Linked DNA regions of Mus musculus: regions 1, 3, 4 and 5 are each linked to region 2. A link is a contact called in public Hi-C and HiChIP or PLAC-seq data. All regions are on one chromosome and are shown on one strand. Each heading gives the region's core, a stretch centred on a gene start, on an enhancer-like site or on the middle of the called end of the contact. The rest is flanking DNA. Distances are from core to core; before and after follow the strand shown.

Evidence for each region. Hi-C and Micro-C count contacts between places; a contact is called where the count stands out from the background. HiChIP or PLAC-seq counts read pairs in DNA pulled down with a chosen protein or histone mark.
Region 1: an H3K4me3 HiChIP or PLAC-seq map of the 230-238 cell line shows a contact between it and region 2, with 28 read pairs. The contact joins the promoter of Eed here to the promoter of Tmem126b in region 2. A contact is called at or near these places in 12 of 39 promoter capture datasets (the C10 cell line, cranial neural crest, embryonic stem cells and 7 more), 14 of 484 Hi-C or Micro-C datasets (B cells, CD4 T cells, CD8 T cells and 10 more), 25 of 115 datasets of contacts at active chromatin or transcription factors (the 230-238 cell line, DN3 thymocytes, the NIH/3T3 cell line and 18 more) and 4 of 9 other capture datasets (adipose tissue, liver, macrophages and 1 more).
Region 3: a contact with region 2 is called in a Hi-C map of cerebellum, with 2.2 times the contacts expected there. The contact joins the promoter of E230029C05Rik here to the promoter of Tmem126b in region 2. A contact is called at or near these places in 8 of 39 promoter capture datasets (the HPC-7 cell line, hematopoietic stem and progenitor cells, liver and 4 more), 3 of 484 Hi-C or Micro-C datasets (the N1E-115 cell line, cerebellum and uterus), 8 of 115 datasets of contacts at active chromatin or transcription factors (the 230-238 cell line, bone marrow-derived macrophages, embryonic forebrain and 3 more) and 1 of 9 other capture datasets (macrophages).
Region 4: an H3K27ac HiChIP or PLAC-seq map of embryonic stem cells shows a contact between it and region 2, with 6 times the contacts expected there. The contact joins the enhancer-like site here to the promoter of Tmem126b in region 2. A contact is called at or near these places in 4 of 39 promoter capture datasets (cranial neural crest, embryonic stem cells and stem cell-derived epiblast-like cells), 1 of 484 Hi-C or Micro-C datasets (cerebral cortex) and 4 of 115 datasets of contacts at active chromatin or transcription factors (astrocytes and embryonic stem cells).
Region 5: an H3K4me3 HiChIP or PLAC-seq map of the 230-238 cell line shows a contact between it and region 2, with 14 read pairs. The contact joins the enhancer-like site here to the promoter of Tmem126b in region 2. A contact is called at or near these places in 3 of 484 Hi-C or Micro-C datasets (CD4 T cells and muscle stem cells), 4 of 115 datasets of contacts at active chromatin or transcription factors (the 230-238 cell line, the SCID.adh cell line, large pre-B cells and 1 more) and 2 of 9 other capture datasets (adipose tissue and liver).

What each region holds. Positions count from the first base shown.
Region 1 is chr7:89,979,437-89,983,081 of GRCm38.p6, reverse strand. Eed (embryonic ectoderm development) reads left to right here and starts at 2,106. Exons shown (of 12, transcript NM_021876.3): 1 at 2,106-2,670. The coding sequence starts at 2,557. RefSeq lists cis regulatory regions at 1,629-1,636, 1,832-1,839, an enhancer at 1,811-1,847 and a promoter at 508-2,270.
Region 2 is chr7:90,474,200-90,477,656 of GRCm38.p6, reverse strand. It overlaps Tmem126b (transmembrane protein 126B), which reads left to right and starts at 1,662. Exons shown (of 5, transcript NM_026734.2): 1 at 1,662-1,762. The coding sequence starts at 1,682. It also overlaps a transcript of Dlg2 not described here.
Region 3 is chr7:90,026,828-90,030,427 of GRCm38.p6, reverse strand. It overlaps E230029C05Rik (RIKEN cDNA E230029C05 gene), which reads right to left and starts at 1,269. Exons shown (of 6, transcript NR_110365.1): 1 at 1,201-1,269.
Region 4 is chr7:90,874,958-90,878,372 of GRCm38.p6, reverse strand. It overlaps a transcript of Dlg2 not described here. Among named protein-coding and RNA genes, the nearest start is that of Gm39048, 140 kb to the left of the region's middle. Within about 2 kb of position 1,347, at least 4 of the 459 cell types and tissues checked have an H3K27ac peak or open chromatin away from gene starts, as enhancers often do. A contact at or near this core is called in embryonic stem cells and stem cell-derived epiblast-like cells, where this site is marked.
Region 5 is chr7:90,142,399-90,146,366 of GRCm38.p6, reverse strand. All of the region lies in intron 1 of Picalm (phosphatidylinositol binding clathrin assembly protein), which reads right to left. Among named protein-coding and RNA genes, the nearest start is that of Picalm, 14 kb to the right of the region's middle. Within about 2 kb of position 1,901, at least 34 of the 459 cell types and tissues checked have an H3K27ac peak or open chromatin away from gene starts, as enhancers often do. A contact at or near this core is called in the 230-238 cell line, liver and pro-B cells, where this site is marked.

The sequences.
Region 1 (3,645 bases), core at 857-3,356, 500 kb after region 2:
TAGCCCAACTATGATTGGCTGGAATGCATGAAAGGGCTGGTCCTACAGATCCAAAGCTGAGGATCTCCAAGGCAACAACAGGATATCAGAGAGGAGCATCCAGTATTGATAGTGTAGCAGAAGCCAGAAGACTTCTCATTGCAACGGACACCTGCAAGATGTGTGGACAAGGGTATACTGTGTGACACCCTGTGACACACTACAGCTTCCACGATGAGAGGTGTTTTGGGTTTTTTTTTTTATTCTATCTTATTTTCTTTTGGGGAGGAGGTTGCAAGGGTGGAGGGCAGATACAAAGATGAATGGGACTGGAGTGCATGGTGTAAAATTCACAAAGAATCAATAAAAAGTTGATTTAAAATCTTAATCATAAAATTAATAATTGTAAAGCAAAGTAAACCTTTGTTTCAAATTTCAAAGTTTTATCTCCCAGCAACTTTTCCAGAAAAGATAAACATTTAAACTTTTTCACCTAAATTGTCTCATTTAGCTTACATAAACTTCCTCTGAAAGACTAAGACACTGGAGGGCGAAAGGAAAATACTTTTTATTATTAAGTGGGTGCCCAGCAAATGTCTTGTCTGTTTCTACCTCTTCATTTCACAAATGACAAATGACAATATAGAAACAATTCTGTCCTATAATTTCTACCTCTTCATTTCACAAATGACAAATGACAATATAGAAACAATTCTGTCCTATAATTGAGGAGAGGAAGTTCTTCATTCAGACATTCCCATGGCTTAACAATACACCCACCAAATCCACAAGGCTCACAAATTTATTATTTGTCTGTCAAGATTGTACCTGAGGGGACAAGTGAGCTGGCTCAGTGGTTAAGGCTGGCTACAGGCTGGCTACAGGCTGGCTACAGACTGGCTACAGGCTGGCTCGCAAACGTTAGTGACTCCAGTCCCAGGGATCCAACATCCTCTGACTTTGTGTACCAGTACAGACATGTGGGGCACAGACATACACACACTCATACACACATTTTTTTTAATCTAAAAATGAAAAATTAAAGAGTTTTTAATGATACGGGCAAATTTAGTTACCTTTCCCTATATTAAAAAATTGCCTTTTACCTAAGTCTCACAAACTCATGCAGTTGCTCACAGTGACTTATAGGTCTTGTCAGTTTCCTAGAGCCTCAGCTTTCAACAGCTAAAACGAACACTTAAGACTATGAATTATGACAATTCAGAACCATGTAATTTTTATTTATTTATTTTTGGAAAGAGGGTCTATAACGAAGCCCAGGCTGTCCTGGAACTCCTCGTGTAGACCAAACCAGTGTGTAGCTCTAACACACTGCAATCGACCTGCCTCTGACACCCTAGTGCTGGAATAAAAGGCATGCCCCCATACTCTGTCCGATCCATACAATTAAAAAAATTTTTTTTCAAACAGGTTTTTAGTAAATAGCCTTGATTGGCTCGGAACTTGCTATGTCGACCAGGATGATCTAAAGATTGAGGCGAGCAGGCAGTACTTCCGTTGTTGCCCTTCCGATGTTGGATTACTAGAATGTATCATGCATCACAAGGTATTTTTACTTAAGTCTAAATATGTAATTTAAAATACAGGCTTACTTAAGCCAATAGTGGCACCAACCGGTTGAATATAACCAATCATTGTAATAAGTATTTATTAGATAAAATATCTGCCCAGAACGGAGGCGTGTCCGTAGGCACTGATTTGGTACCGTTTTGAAATCCTCCCCGAAGCTTCAGAAACCGGTGGAAAGACTACCTGGTTCAGCAGACAGAACCGAGGGGAGGAGGGGCCAGGAGGCGGCCTGTCGTCTCCGTAACCCAGCGCGAGAATACGCCTCAGCGCATGCGCACCTGCAGGTGGGACCCGTCCATGTGCCCGATGGGGGAGGCGAGCAGGGAACAGCCTATAGATTTTGAATCTCTCCCTTCAAAAAAAGAATCTAGGCTGTGAGAAGTTCCGTAAACACTAACTCGAAGTTGTTCTCCCGAGCTCCGCATCAGGGACCGTAGACACAGACCCCCTAAAACAAGAGGTGACTTCTCTTTCCTCCCCCCTCCCTCGGGAGCAGTGGTGGGCCGATCCAGGCCACAGACTTTCGTTCGTTTGCAGCGGGTCGGAGATCGAAGGATTGAGCCAATTGCGGATGAAACGTCTTGGCCAGGAAGGGGGTGAGGGAGCAGCCCTTTGAGTTCCGCCTCGTCTCTAGGCGCTGGTGGGGAAGGGGGACGTAGGAAACCCCTGCCCTCTGAGCCAGCAGATCCGACGCCTCGGTGCAAAGTGTCGAGAGGGCGGCGGGAAAACCGCCCGCCCGGACCAAGGGACGGGAAGCAGCCGGGAAGCCGTGCGGGAGGGCGCGCGCGTGCGCGCCCCTTTTTCAGCAGTGTGGCGGGGTCGCACGCACGCCCGCCTCGGCGGCTGGGCGCGATTTGCGACAGTGGGGGGGGCGGCGGCGGTGGCGGCGCCGGCAGCTTTGCGGCAGGCTCGGGCCGGGCGTGCTTGACGGCGGTGTGGCGGAGGCCCCGCCCGAGGCGGCAAGAACCTGGAGGGAGGCGGAGGAACATGTCCGAGAGGGAAGTGTCGACTGCGCCGGCGGGAACAGACATGCCCGCGGCCAAGAAGCAGAAGTTGAGCAGCGACGAGAACAGCAACCCGGACCTCTCGGGAGACGAAAATGTGAGTGCAGCCCCGCCTGTCCCGGGACTGTGGAGTAGAAGTTTCAGGTTCTTTGGTAACTGCGGTCGGGGCCGGCGGGCGGGCGGCCGTGGGGGGAGGGAAAGGTGTCACCCGCGCTCAGGAGAACGCAGGCGTGCGGGGAAGTCCGGTTTGGCTGGGGCTTTCGAGCTGGGACTGCGGCAGATAGCAAGCAGAAAGTTGTCGAGGAGCGGATTAAAGGTCCCAAAGGGTCTGCGAGGTCCGCTCAGATCGTCCCTGCGTGGGAGACGGAGTTTGTGCCTTTGGGGGCTTGACGCTGATTGCGAATCTGAGATTGTACTTACTGGTTTAAAAGGCATGCTCGAGGTAAGAGGTTCAGTTTTCCCCAGGAAAGTTGGTACGAAGGGTCCTCGTAAGGATCCGAGGGGCTGTGTCACTGTAGAGCACTACGGGATCTTCAGGATGGAAAGTATAGATCTCTGGCTTGGGTTTACGTGACCGTGCGGTTATGTATGCCCCTTTCCATGGAAGTGCGGTGTGCCTTCGTGTCGACTTTTTTGTGGAAGGAGTAGAATCGAGAAGATCGTAGAGGGGGAGCCACCTTTGATTAAGGCAAAGGAGGGAACAGTTTGAAAGTTTTTGCTTAATGTAAAGGGATTGGAAGATTTCAGGCCACCGTGGTAAATTCTGTACTTGAGCCAAGTGTGAAGATTAAGGGAAGTCGGTGCTTAGAGAAATGCCGCCCCGTAAAAAAAAAAAAAAAAAAAAAAAAAAAAAAAAAATACTATGCAAGCGTTGTAAAGAGTACTAGACACGTGTTCTAATAATTAGATACTTATATTCTGATAGGGTAGCGTAGAGGCTTTGGCCTTTCGTATAATGATTACTTAGACTTTAATGAAAATGTCAAATTTATAATGAGGAAATTGTCAGGGAAAAAATTTAAGTGAAAGCTCATTTTATCTTTCCAAACTCCTAAGGTACATTTTTTGATGC
Region 2 (3,457 bases), core at 413-2,912:
CTTCAAAGAAAAAAATAGCAAGTTTTTCAATTTTTGTAAAATATATATTCTTGTTTTAAAAGCTGAGAAAGTTATCTTATGCATAGAAAATGTTACTAAAACTCCTCTTCAGGCAGCAACACTTTTAGATGTTCAATAACTAACTCAATTAAGGCACAAACCAATTTTAGGACGGTTGACTTATTAATTTATACATGTTCGACATGGTTCGTAATAAAGAGCATCAATTTTTAGGAAAAAGTTTAAACTTCCCCTTCAAAAACACTTTTAAAAACGTCTTACTCTAGTCTTTTCAGGGGTGTGTGAGTTTGGACAGTTTTCTGGGGGCAAAAGAGAGATTCAAAGGCCCCCTTCTATTTACTGGTTCTGTTTCTCGCCCCTCAGTAAAACACTATCCAGCTTGTCACTTTCCTATTTTTCTTCTGTGGTCTCCAAGCCCCCAAGGCTTGATCCTTAATGCCCCTCAGATCCTGATCCTCCTGTGTATTAACTGAGAGGATTGAAAAGAAGGAAGGCAATCCCTTGGCATGGAGACATTAAAGTGACAGTGCTATTCAATGGGCACTTGATGCAGGATGATTTGGCGAAGCAGACTTCTTCACACTGGAGTCATTCACATCATGCCATCTCTTCGCAAACAAGCAGCTTCCTATCCGGCGAAGAAAAACACTGAGGCTGCTGGAAAGGAGAAACCAAACCTTCCCCAAAAGGTGTTTTCAGAGACGCTGTAGTAGTATTAGGCATGCAATCACACACTATGCAAATAGTCCGCGATTTCCTAAATGAGAGTGCAGCTGTTTGGCTTCCACATCCACCCTTTCTCAGTCTCTCTCCAATCTACCCACCTTCCTTTTGCAGAAAAGACATTTCTCTGCCACCGCTGGCCACCCCTGCCCACACCCCGATCTTATACAGAAGAGCACCGAAATGTCCTGCACCCTCCAAGCGATGAAGTGTTTCCTCGGGCAAGAGAAACAGCAGCACTAGAAATTATATAACTCTCGAATTTGGCTTGCCTAAGACATGGAGACTGGAGGGTCGGGGGTTGCGGGTCTGGCAGACGCTGCTGGGCATTTCACGTGCACGGAAGCGCGCCTGGCCTCCTCGCAGCACCATCCACCCCTAAAACACTGGCCGACCAGGGCTCTTCGGGGGAGCAGGGAAAAGGGATATTTCTAACTGAACCCTTTCCAAGCGGGGCTTGAGGGTGGACTATGGGGACTGAAGACTGTAGAGAGCAGGCTAGCCCGTGCTGCTGTGGCCGCGCCGGGGAGACGGGCTGGAGGCTCTGAGGAGGAACCTTAGAAACCACAGCCTTAACACACCGACCGGGCCGAAGGAACTACCAGGGCTCGGTTACCCCAGCCGCCCTGAGAAGAAGGCGCGCAGCAACAGGCCTGCGCCCGAACCGCCCCTGGTTCCCTTCAGGTTGGCCAGGCTGACAATTTGGCAGAGGACAAGGCAAGGCTGGCTAGGGGCGGGCCCCTGACCCTGAGCCTTCCTCGGAGCCAATGAGAGATCGCACTTCTGCGACGCCACGCCCAACCTCCGCCCGGCTGGAGGGCGCGGCTTTTGACTGGGTGGGGGAGTACCGGACTAAAGGTACGAGCTGTCAGACAGCTGCAAGTCCCGCCCCAGGCGCTCCGGCCACGCCCTCCTGTCAGTCACGTGAGGCGCTAAGATGGCGGCGTCCCAGCGACCAAGTTGGTCCGAGTCGAAGGTTGCTGGTGTTGTGCAGGAGGGAAATAGGGAAGCACCCCAGGTAGGCGGAAATCTAGGGTGGTGTGGGTCGCCTCCTCGGAGATGATGCACGTGAAGGATTTGAGCAAATAGAACCGAACCCGACTTTATGTAGAGTGTAATCAAATCTCTAGTTCCGAACAGCGTAGACCTGAAGTCTACGCCGATTAAATGCAGCTTGTTTCTCTTTCTCGAGGACCTTTCTTCAATTACAAATACTTTATCGCCTTACCCCACCCGGCCCGACCTCCAGTTCTCTCATTCTGTTTAAGTCTCCTGCATTTTATTGATTTGATGTGTTCTGACTTAACGCAAGGTTATGATGGCTTCTTGAATGCATTCACTTTTTTGATTACCCGAGAACCTAATATCCACCACGGCTGGACAAATCATGTTGAATAAAATTCTGAAGGTCAAATAATACACTTAAAGATACAACACACACACACTTTGCAGGCCATACGCCCACACAAATGCACTTAACGTGTATAAGGATGGTGATCTAATCAGTTGAGTGACTTTGAACTTCCTTAACTCTCAGATTAAACGTTGGTTGTGGCAAAAATCTTCATTTTCAGTTCTTGCTGAAAGACTTCCTTGGAATCTGATGATGGAGCACTTGTCAGGCCTGAAGCCCAGGCGTCTATACCAACAGCACAAAAATAAGTTAAAACAAAACAAAACAAAAAACTCTGGGCAAGTTAATAATCTATATCTCCTTAATTAAGGAGAGTGTAGTGAAACCCTTGCAAATGCCAGATGCCAAAAATATTTGCTGTTGCTTTTGATTATTTCAATATTGACTGTCCTGCAGCCATAATTGTGGGTACCCTTTTCCCCAAAGCTGTCTTAAAGGCCTGGAAATTTTCTGTGGGTGGTGAAGAGGGCTGTTCAGGGAATTGGATGAGAACAGAACAAAAATTTCTCTACGTTTTTTTGATTAGCCATGATGCTATTAATATCTGCCTTCATCGTACACTAGATGGATTGGTTAGAGAATCCTCCTTAGAAAATACTATTTCTTCTTCCATTTTTCCATTTGGATAGCAGAAGGAGGGGGGAGCAAAAGATGTAAGTCTAGTCCCCCCCAAAAAAATATAATTTGTAAAGTATTTTATGCCTGCTCTGCCCACCCCCCTTCTCAGCTATCTTAAAGAACTGACTTAAATGCTGTGTTGTATTAAGGCAGAAATACTGGTCTTTTGATCAATTGTATACCACCTTAAGAAGATCAAGGAACCCATTCTTTGTGTGTGTTGATTTCCTGGAGTCAGGCTCCATTTTTTTTTTCATTAATTTTAGGCTTATTATATGCTCATCACTTATAAATGTTAGCATGTCATCTGTAATGAACCTTTGACTTTATAACTTCTCATGGATTAATCTAGAAAATGTAGAGCAAAAAATAAAAAGCACTGAACTTTGAATCAGTAGACATCTCACTGATGAAATAAGTAAATATTTAAAACCAGAATTTTGGATTTGTAGGAAGTGTCCATATATCTTTGTTTGAATGAAATGGAATACTCGTAAGATACATAAAATGTCATAGTACCAAAGGATTTAACAAGTGTTTCCAGAGACCCAAAAGTCTTATGTATAGCCAGAAACTCAAAAAGGAATCTGGAATGGATTTTCTAATCTCTTGGTGAAACTCTTATGGTTCTTAATGTGGGCAACTATTGGCTTATCACATGGGACACAGAGACCTTACAAA
Region 3 (3,600 bases), core at 20-2,519, 450 kb after region 2:
TGAAAAATATTCGCCTCCCAGAGCCACTGTGGGGATTAACTGGGGAGAGTTCCTGGTACTGCCAGCATGTTGGCCACTTGCAGGCTGAGGCAGTTCACATAATCTGCGGGGTGGGGGATGATTCTCTTCCCCACTTTGGCGAGAGGTTTGATGAAGCGGCAGAGGAGTTACAGAAAGAAAATGTCTTCCAGGAAAGCAGAGTCCCAGAGGATGTGCCAAAAATGCAAGACTATTGTAGAGAAGGAGAAGCAGACAGAGGTTTCGTGAGCAATGAGACCCCCTCAACACCGTCCCCAGAGGTAGAACTGAGAGCCCCACTCCTGGGTTGAAGCGATGCTTTTCAATCCTACGAGACTGATTACAAAAACAGCTGCCCCGGCTCCAGGAAGGTTGTCTCTGCTCTTTATAAGGAAAAGATGACGTGCCCAGATGCTGGCCAGGGCAGGCCCCCTTTTCCATCAGGATCTCGGAAAGGTTGAGAACGGAATGTCCACTAAGCAGACATTGTCACACGCTGTCCCTACAACATCTGAGATATGTGCAGGACAGAAGATTGAGGGGCACGGGTGGGGAGCAGCTCCCTGCCCTGTCTGAATAATAAACACAATATCTGAGGGGAATGTGCCACAGGCTGAAGAAATTTAATAAAGGCCAGATCCAGACATAAACACACTGTGTGGCTTGCAACAGACAGTGAAGTGTGTGCCGTGTGAATTGAGTTCTCCTTTCCGAGAGTCCTTGATATAATTTAGGAGCCGCTTCTTGCCAATAAGCCATGATGCTCCCTGCCACTCTGGCCGTCTGCGTAAATTCTGATCATTTGCTCCTGACCCAGCTATCTACTGAGTACTTCACATCCCAGGCATTGGAGGGAGACGTGGACTCTCTGGTCTCATTCTAAGAAAGGAGAGGAAGTTGCTTTGTAAAAACCCAGGCTCTTCCTTTTGCACATCATTTGTGGGAAAGGGTATCTGCCTCTCTTAGCTGCATATGGAGAAAATAATTTCATGCAGAGAAGCTTGGTTCTGGCGTTTGCCAAGCGCCTCATCCATCTGGGGGCAAGCCCAAGACTGCAAGCCGCGCGGAGCAGCAGAACACGTTGCTATGGTAACTTGGCACCACACACCTTTGATCCTTTATGTCAGCCTCCTTCCCAGTCCCCCAACCCAAACCTGCACATTCCCTTTATAAGCAGCATACCTTCTCAGAAGATGGACAGCTTTTCTTCATTCTTACACAGCCAGTTATAAAGACATGTTATAAGGCACTTGGACAAAGGGGTAGTGCTTCCTTTTAAAGGTCAAGGCTCGGCTGGTTTTACTTCCTGATACACAGCCGTGACTGAGACCCATGTTAGCTTATCTTCTATAGAAGACTTAACTTTCAAATCCCTTTCATACATTAGTGGACTTTATCACCATGCTGTTTTAACCTCAGGCTTAAACAACCCTAAAAGACAAGAAAATGAGCCCATTAAACATTCTGTGCCCAGAAGCACCCATGTAAGGTAGAGCTAATTTTCCTGCTTTGCAAATGGGAAAATAGTATGAAACGGTCAGTGAGCAGTGGCAAGAGGAACGGTGAACGGGTGAGATGGGTCCGTGGATAAAGGTGCTTGCTAAGCCTAATGACCTGAGTTTGATGCTTGGGACCTGCATCATGAACTTCTGAACTTTGTTCTCTGACCTCAACAGGCATGCTATGGCATGCATGCACCTTTGCATACAAATAAATATAAAAATATTTCTTTTGAAAAAGATGAGGAAGCCGGGCGTGGTGGCGCACGCCTTTAATCCCAGCACTCGGGAGGCAGAGGCAGGTGAATCTCTTGAGTTCGAGGCCAGCCTGGTCTACAAAGTGAGTTCCAGGACAGCCAGGGCTATACAGAGAAACCCTGTCTCGAAAAACCAAAAAAAAAAAAAAAAAAAAAGAAAAAGAAAAAGATGAGGAACGGAACCAGGTTTCTGAACTCCAAATTTTATGCACTGCTCTTATATCTCACCTGATGTTCAGTCGCTTTCAGCCTTCATTATTTTACAAATAATAATAATAATAACAATAACAACAATAATAATACAGATGCATTCAAAGCAACAGCCAGGTTGTGTTTTTCTTTCTTCCTTTCTTTCTTCCTTTCTTTTCTGTCTGTGTGTATGTCTGTCTGTCTTTCTTTTTGGTTTGTGAGACAGGGTTTCTCTGTGTAGCCCTGGCTGTCCTAGAACTTGCTTTGTAGACTAGACTAGTCTCAAACTCACAGAGATCTGCCTGACCCTGTACCCCGCATGCTTTGGTTTCTTAAAAATAGCTTTATCAGCCAGGCTTGGTGGCACAAACTCCAGCACCAAGAAAGAAGAGGGCATCTACCCATTGAGCCAGCACTGCTGGGACATGTTGGTAATCCCAGCACTAGGGAGACAGGCAAGAGGATCTCCAAAATTTCCATGTCAGCATGAGTGACATAGTGAGTTTGAGGCAAGCCTGGGTGACTTAGCAAGCCTCTGGCTCAAAAAAAAAAAAAAAAAAAAAAAAAAAATATATATATATATATATATACATATATGTGTGTGTGTGTGTGTGTGTGTGTGTGTGTGTGTATTTTACACCGCTTACAAATGTACAATGCAATGATTTTTAAAGTTTGTAAGGTGAGGAATATACTGGGGTAACTCACATGCTCTGCAGTCTTGCCCACTTGAAGCCTGTGCTCCCATCATTTTCAGCACATCATATCAGAGTTGTACAACTATCACCACAAAAAGAAGCCAAAGATCTTTTAGCTGTTACTCCCAGCCAATTGTCCCATACTCACTTCTATGCCCAACCATAAGCAACCACTAGTACACTTTACATCCCTAAAAATTGTCCCCATTCTGGGCACTTAATATTAATGGGTATATACCTACATACACATAATATATAGTTATGTATTAATATATATTTATGTGTTTATATATAGTATATAATTATATGTTAATATGTATATTGTATGTGTATATGTTTCTTCATGACTGCTTTTTTACTAAACATAATGATGCTTTCAAAGTTCATCCGTGTTCGGATGTGATGCATGTAATATATGTATGAGACATGTCTTACATTTCTCCACTCACTCATCAGTTAGTGGGCGTGTGGGTTGTTATCTTTTATTATGTTTAGAAATATTGCTATGAATGTTTGTATATCGGTTTTTTGTGGAGTTGTAGTTTTCAACTTGCATTTATGCATAGAAATGGCATAGCTGCACCAAATACCATGATGTTTCCCAGGATAATGTCACCATTTTACATCCTACTAAGAAAGCTTACAAATTCCAGTTTCTGCACACTGTTGACAGGATTTGGTGTGATTCCATTTTTTAATTTTTGCTTCATTTTATTTCACAGTTGTATTTCCATGTCCACATGATTATCGGGTTTTTTTGTTTTTTGGGTTTTTTTGGTTACAAAGTGTTCTGAGTCAGTTGGTGTGCCGTTGTTTAATCGTAGCTTTAAAGCTGGGGCTTTGGATACTGTCCAGTTTCAAACTGTTATAAACCATAGGAGCTGAATTATTCCCATTTACTGCTTTCTGCTCTTAGTCTCTTTCCTTGATGTAGGTTCC
Region 4 (3,415 bases), core at 98-2,597, 400 kb before region 2:
CAGACCAAGAATGGCATTATGCACAATGGACTTGGCTCTCCCCCCATCAATTACTAATTAAGAAACAGCCACATCTTATGGTGGAGGTTCCTTATTTAACTCTAGTTTATGTGTCAAGCTGACATAAGACAAGCTAGTACCAATCCTTTCACACAATCCTATAACTTTGATTATATTAACTCCCTCTCCCCCTTCCCTTCTCCCTCCCCCTCTCCCTCCTCCTCTCCCTCTCTCTCTCATTTCCACTTCCTTGTCCCTAAGAAGTCCCACTTTGTCTTCATGTCCTCATCAGATAGAGAATAGTTATTGTTTTTATTCATAAGTCTGACTATGATGCTTTAAATGATGATCTATAGTTCCATTTATTTTTGTACAAAGACATGATTTTATTTCCTTTAGAGCTAAATAAAACTCAGATAGGCTGGGCAGTGGTGATATACGCCTTTAATCCCAGCACCTGGGAGGCAGAGGCAGGCTGATTTCTGAGTTCCAGGCCAGCTTGATCTACAGAGTGTGTTCCAGGACAGCCAGGGCTACACAGAGAAACCCTGTCTTGAAAAACAAAAACAAACAAAACAAAGCAAAGCAAAGCAAAGCAAAACAAAACAAGAAAACCTCAGATAAATAGAAGATAGATAGATAGATAGATAGATAGATAGATAGATAGATAGATAGATAGATAGATATTCCATATTTTATTTCTACATTCATGTTCTGGGGAACACCTAGGCTAATTCTATAGCTTAGCCTTGTGTATAGTACTGAGATACACATAGACATACAGATACTGCTCTAATGAAGGAACTGATTCTTTTGAAATTGTTCACAGAAGTAGTATTTCTAGATCATATTAAAGTGTTAGCCTAATTGTGTAAGGAATACATATCATGATTCTGATAGTCTTTAGCTAATATATGTCCACTTCTGTGCCAGCAGCAACCTATGTTGTTTATTTCTTAACCTTGGACACTCTGACTGGGTTGAGATGAAATATCAACACAGGTTTATGTATGTATGTGTGTATGTATGTGTGTATGTATGTATGTATGTATGTATGTATGTATGTGCTATGCACACGCCAGTGAAGTTTGCTTGGCAGGCCAAGAGGCCTGAAAGCACTCAAGAGTTTCCTGGAGCTTTGGCATTCTCATTAACCCGTATACTCATACCCTAGCCTCACGTTAGTCTGGTGTATGGATCCACGTGCTCTCTTTTAGTATTATTTTATTATAAGTGCCTTTTAAGATTGAATTCTGATATAGTTAGGTCTCCCACCAGTGTTCCAATGTGCCAGAAGCCAGACAAGCTTGGAATCCGGTAGAAATGCAGTAAGGAAGTTACCTATTCAGTAACTCATTAAGCATTACAAAAGACAGAGCCAACAGCTCGTGGCTGGTTTGCAGAGTATCTACTAAGGACAGTAGCAAATCTCACCCAAACAAGGGAATACCATAAAAGAGCCAGGGAATCCCACTGAGATAGAAATCTTCAGTACAGGCTACATTGCATATTAGAGGCAAGTTGGTGAATTCTTCTGACAAATGAAGATTCTCCTCAGATACTTAAAAGTTACACTCACACTAAAAATTATCAGAGCCCAGGAAATAGGAGGATTGTGGTATTGCAGTATTCATGAGAAGGTCTGCTAAAGTAGAACCCCTGGTGGTGGGCTTAACAGTAGACTAGCTTTACAACTGGCTCCCTTCTTAGTGGCAGCGGCCTGGTCCCCGCCTTCTTTTGATGTATACATTCCTTTTGTATTGCGTCACTGTAACTTGGTGGATTGTTTTGTCTGGTTTCTTGCTATTCTGCGTATAAAATGTTTGATGCTTGACCTGACATTACATTCAGATTCTACACAATCTCTCGTGTTTGGTCTGTCTATCACTCTCCAACTCCTTGCCCATCTGTATCCAGAGACCCGTCCACGCAGACAAAGGGACCCAGAGAGTCTGTGGCATGTATGTATGTATGTATGTATGTATGTATGTATTATGTATGTTTTATTTATTTGTTTGTTTGTTTGTTTATTTATTTATATGTGTATGGATGAGAGTTTTTCCTGTATGAATGTCCCTGCACAACATACCACATGAATGTCTGGTTCCCATAAAGATAAAAAGAGAGCATAAGATTCCTGGTAATTAGAGTTATAGATGGTTGGGTCATGTGGGTGCTGGGTATTGAATTGGGTCCTCTAGAGGAACAGCCAGGGTTGTTAGCTACTGCGCTCTCTCTCAAGTCCCATTGACAGAGTTTTAATTTTCATTCATTTTCTTATAGCTAATGACTGGACATTCCTGCATTGGCCAATTATATATTTTCATTGAAGAGCCTGCTAAATTTATTTGCCCATTAAGTAACCAGATTGTTTGCTCACTTGTCATTTAATGTTTTTAAATATTTTACATTTTCTGCATTTTAAAATTTTTTATCAGATATTTTCTTCATTTACATTTCAAATGCTATCCCTTGCCAAATTTTCTCTCTGGAAGTCCCCTATAACCTCCCCCTTGCCAATCCCCTGTTAAATATAGGCTGTCTCTTGTCTCTAGAAATGGCTTGCTTTGCTATATGATTTCATTTATTTTATATAATCCTGTTTGGGAATTCTTACTTTAATTCCCTGAGCTATTGTAGTTAGAAAGGAATTTCTCTTGTATTGAGTTGTGTTCCCTCTCCTTTACTAGTTTTAAAGTTTCAAGTCTTATTTTAAATTATTAATCAATTTGGAACTAATTATTGCACAGTGTGTGAGATCAAAATCTATACTTTAATCTCCTAGATGTGGATATTTAGTTTTCTGGCACTTCTTCTTTAAAAGGCGTTATCACCTTGTGCGTGCTTTTGGAGCCTTTATCAAGAATCAAATTACTTCAGCTGTGTTGAGTTATTCTTAGTTTTTTTTTTTTTTTTTTTTTTTTTCTGTTCACTGGTGTACATGTCTGGTTTTGTGTCTCTGCCTTGCTGGTTTTATTACTATGGGTCTGTGAAATGATTTGAAGTAAGATTTTGTTATATCTCTGGCATTGTTCTTTCTACTCTGGATTTCATTTGCCATGTTTTGGTGTTTTATGTGAATTTTTAAAAACATTTTCTTTCTATTTCCATGAAAAATATCACTCTAATTTTGATAAGTATTTTATTGATTCTGCAGAATGCTTTTAGTCACAAATCCATTTTAACAATATTATATACTTCTGATCTGTCCTATTTTTTTTTTATTGCTGTGATAAATACCAAACCAAGAGCAACTCAGGGAATAAAGGATTATTTGGCTCATACTTCCATGCAAAGTCCATCATCAAGAGAAGCTGGAGAAGAAGTCCAAATAAGGAACCTAGAGATAGTAACTGAAATACATACCATGGAGCAAAGCAGCTTGCTGGCTTGATACACTTAGTTTGTTCAGCCT
Region 5 (3,968 bases), core at 652-3,151, 330 kb after region 2:
CTTAGGGTTTCCTGGCTCTCTCAAGCACATGTCATTCAGCTCCATGGGACACGACTGTACTACGATGTAACAGGTCTGTAACCTAACAAATGAGTAAAGGATCTAGAAATAAATTCTAAATTCATTCTTGATCATTGTGTTTCAGCTATCTCAGCCATTTAGTTTCTTCTTTTTATTAGTTTTGGCCAGAAATGCGAGCACAAACCTGCAATCCTAGGGCTTAGGCTGCTGAGTAGGGAACACTGCCAAAGAGTTGAAGGTCACCTGTGTTACACAGTGAGTTCCAGACCAGCATGGTCTACATTGTAAGACTGTGTCTCAAGCCCCAAATGAGCAAACCTGAACGACATGAGACTCCATCTCAAGAAAAAAGAAAAGGAAAGTAACGTCCAGTGTACTCACTGGCCTTATAAATAAAAGCCCAAATCCCCGTAGGCTGCTCACCTGAAATAACATTAGCAACTACCATTTGAAATCAGTTTCCTATTCTACTAACCTCACAGAAATGCTACCAAATTCCTCCCCTTCCTTCCCAAAGATGTAATCTAAAAACAAACTGGAAGCAAGCAAATGTTAAAAGGCAAATTTTCTAAGTATAACTACAAACTGAACATGATTAAAGATTATACAAACTATACCAGTAAGTTTTCTATTTAATTGTCAATCACTTAGAGGACCAAAAACAAACAAAAACCAAAGGGAAGGGGAAATACCAAATCAACTAACCTAGCTGTACAATTTACTTCTTAACACCACAGGCAGCATGGGAGTCTCACAAGAACTAGTAAATCATTCACTGCAAGTAAACACAAACTCCTTTCATCTTCTACTAGCAGTTATCCCAGCTACACAGAGATTTCAGTCCAAACCTATACATACAATTACATACTTTCTAAATGCAGCCCTGATCTACTGTAGAATTCTACCATTAAGAAGAAAATGTATAAACACACACACAAAAGCAGCAGTCCTTTCAACAAGCAACTAAAAATTCTTAATAGTAAAAAATGTAATATTCCTATAGTTGTGTTAAGCAAAATGAAACATAAAATAAGGCTATGGCAAGAACCTATAATTCATCATTTAACTATTCTAAGATGTTACTTTCTTAGAAACAGTACAGAGTAACTGGTTAATGACACTTCTGATAACATTCTCAACTGTTCTATTATGATAAAGCCAAAAATACAGGAAAATTACTTACTGCACCTCACCTCGTCTAGGAAAATAGTTACGAGCACTGCTACTAACACCCTTTACCTTTTCCTAATTAAAAACTAAACTAATTCTGGTATAAGTTCTCTGAACTGACAAGTGAACCAACTTAAGATCAATATCACATTAAATGTTTTCAACATTAAAACATTAATTTTATTCAAGAACAAGTTAACACTTAAAAACTGTTCACCGAAAGGTTCACTAGCCTAGTACACTAAACCCACTGTCGTCATCAAAGGCACATTAAAAGCAGATGTAGTAGAGCACTCCTGTAATAGCAACATTCAAGATGCAAAACCAGGAAGATGAGGGGTTCAATGTTAGCCTCAACTACATGAGGACCTTTATCAAAACCAAAGTGCAACATAAAACACATTAAATCCAGGACAGCCAGGGCTAAACAGAGAAACCCTGTCTCGAAAAACAAAACAACAAAAAAAAAAAATTTACAAAAAATACTTTTATACAACAGGCATTAATCTCAAAAAAATTCACAAAAATTACTTTTATACAACAGGCATTAATATTCTCAGTTCAAGAGATACAGAAGCAAACAAAACAGTCCCTATTTTCAGGAATAGGTGCCATGAGTATAAAATAAAAATAAAACTCTTCCAGTAGAAGCATGGGGAGCAACCTTATTGCAGTTGCTACTCATGGCTGCTCAAGTGTGTCCCACCTAGACAGCTGTGCTTCACTGAACAAAGGCTTCCAACCTAATGCACAAATAAAGAGATCCTGTGACAAACCTGAAGTGAAAACTTTGAAAGCAAACATGACATATATTTGAAGAGACTGATCGGAAGCCTTTTATCATATATATTTATATTCGTTACATATTTTCAATAAAGGTACAAGAAATTTCACATTTTGTTAGCCATTTTTTCCTAAAAACAAAATCACATAAAAGAATGTCAACAGCTGCATGACATACAAGCTCTCATTGTTTTTTTAAGTAATAATATATTAGTACATGGGACTGAAAACTTGTGGGAAATAAAGGAAGAGCTAAGTAGACAAACAGTTTCTTGACTGTAGTTTTCAAAGGTTATGATGGTAATTGCCAAAGCCAATAACGAAAAGCTAAAGGAGCACAAATTTAGCATCACAGAATAGCAGAGAAAAAGGCAATTTAGAAAACAAGCAAGCTGATTTTCTAAGGTCATGCAGAGAGAAGGCTAGCACCAATACTCCACAAGGTGAGTTCCCTCTTGAAGTTGCTATTCCCAAATAGAACTTTACATACTTATAGAAATCATTATTTGTTGGGAAGTCCTCTATTCCCCAGTCTCTGAAAGTTTTCTGTGAGCTAGATAAGGGGTTTCTCCAGACTCCCAGGCAAGGTTCTTTATTATCATCTGAAAGTAAATGTACTCTGACCAAAAATAAAAAAGTTAAGGCTAGGGATATATCATGGAAGTAGGAATGCTTGCCTAGTATGCAATGAGGCTCTGGGTTCAAACCCCAGCACTGCAAGATAAGCAAATTAAATGGATAAATGTCCACATATTCTTTCCTTTTTTAAGAGTGAGGAGTTGAGACAAGGTCTAACTATATAGCTGTCAATGTCCTGGACCTCTAGACCAGGATGGCCTTGAACTCCTAAAAATCTGACTGCCTCTGCCTCCTGGGCGCTGGGATTAAAGGCATGTGCCACCTTTATAAACCAGAACAAGATTATTAAACAGATTTTTTAGAGGTTTTTATAAATATGCTACTACATGTCAATGCAAAACACAAGAAATAACAACCCAAATCTAAGTTATTCTCCAACTCTGTGTACACTGTATCCTAACTAAATTAATTTCATCCAACTCTGTGTAATATTGAAGTTTTCTTAAACTTTTAACAAACTTTTAGCTTGACATAGTGGTACATGCCTTTAAACTCAGCACTCAGGAAACAGGTATGTGGGCTACATACTAAAACCTAGTCAAAAAAAAAAAAAAAAAAAAAAAAAAAAACCAAACCAGAAGGAAGAAAGGGAGGGATCTACATTTAGGTCAAAATTAGATAGATATTAAGCCTTTTGTTGTTCTTCTTCAATGATCCCATTCACCTGAAAGACAAATACCCCTCAAACCTGAGTACTTATCACTGTATTATTAATAATAATCTATAGTAATAAAGTAACATAAAAATTTAAATGATAGTTTATAGTACAATAATGTAATAAAATAATACTATATAAATACAGACATTGGAACTACTCAAAATTTAAAAGTCTGGCCCAGAGTTGTGATAGTTATTCTACCAGTTGGAAGGCTGAGGAAGGGGAAATCCCAAATTTGAGACCCGCTTGGGCAAACAGTGAAAAACTCTGTCTAAAAACGAAATAGTCTAGCTTAGAGGAGCCACCTATAATTCCAATATTCAGGAGTCTGAGGCCAGACTGGGCTAAATATAAAAATTAGCAGGCCAACTTCAGCTACATAGTTCTGTCTCAAAGAAACAAAAAACGAAGGCTCGAGGTCACAATCTAGTAGCTTACACTTGTAGTAAGCAAAAGTAGAAGATAACATTTAGCTTTCAAAGCAAGCAAAGCCTTCTGCTCCCATCTTCAGACTGGCAAAAGAGAAGACACAGTAGCTCCAACAACAGTGCAATCTGACCAAAACTCCTGAGCAATAACCTCTGACGAAAAGTGTGTTGTTAAAATTCAACTCCTTCCACAATCTGGCCTTAAGTCAATGACTTCAGCTATATTTTGACCCTTAGAATCCCACTTCTCAACAAAGCACCTGTTAACA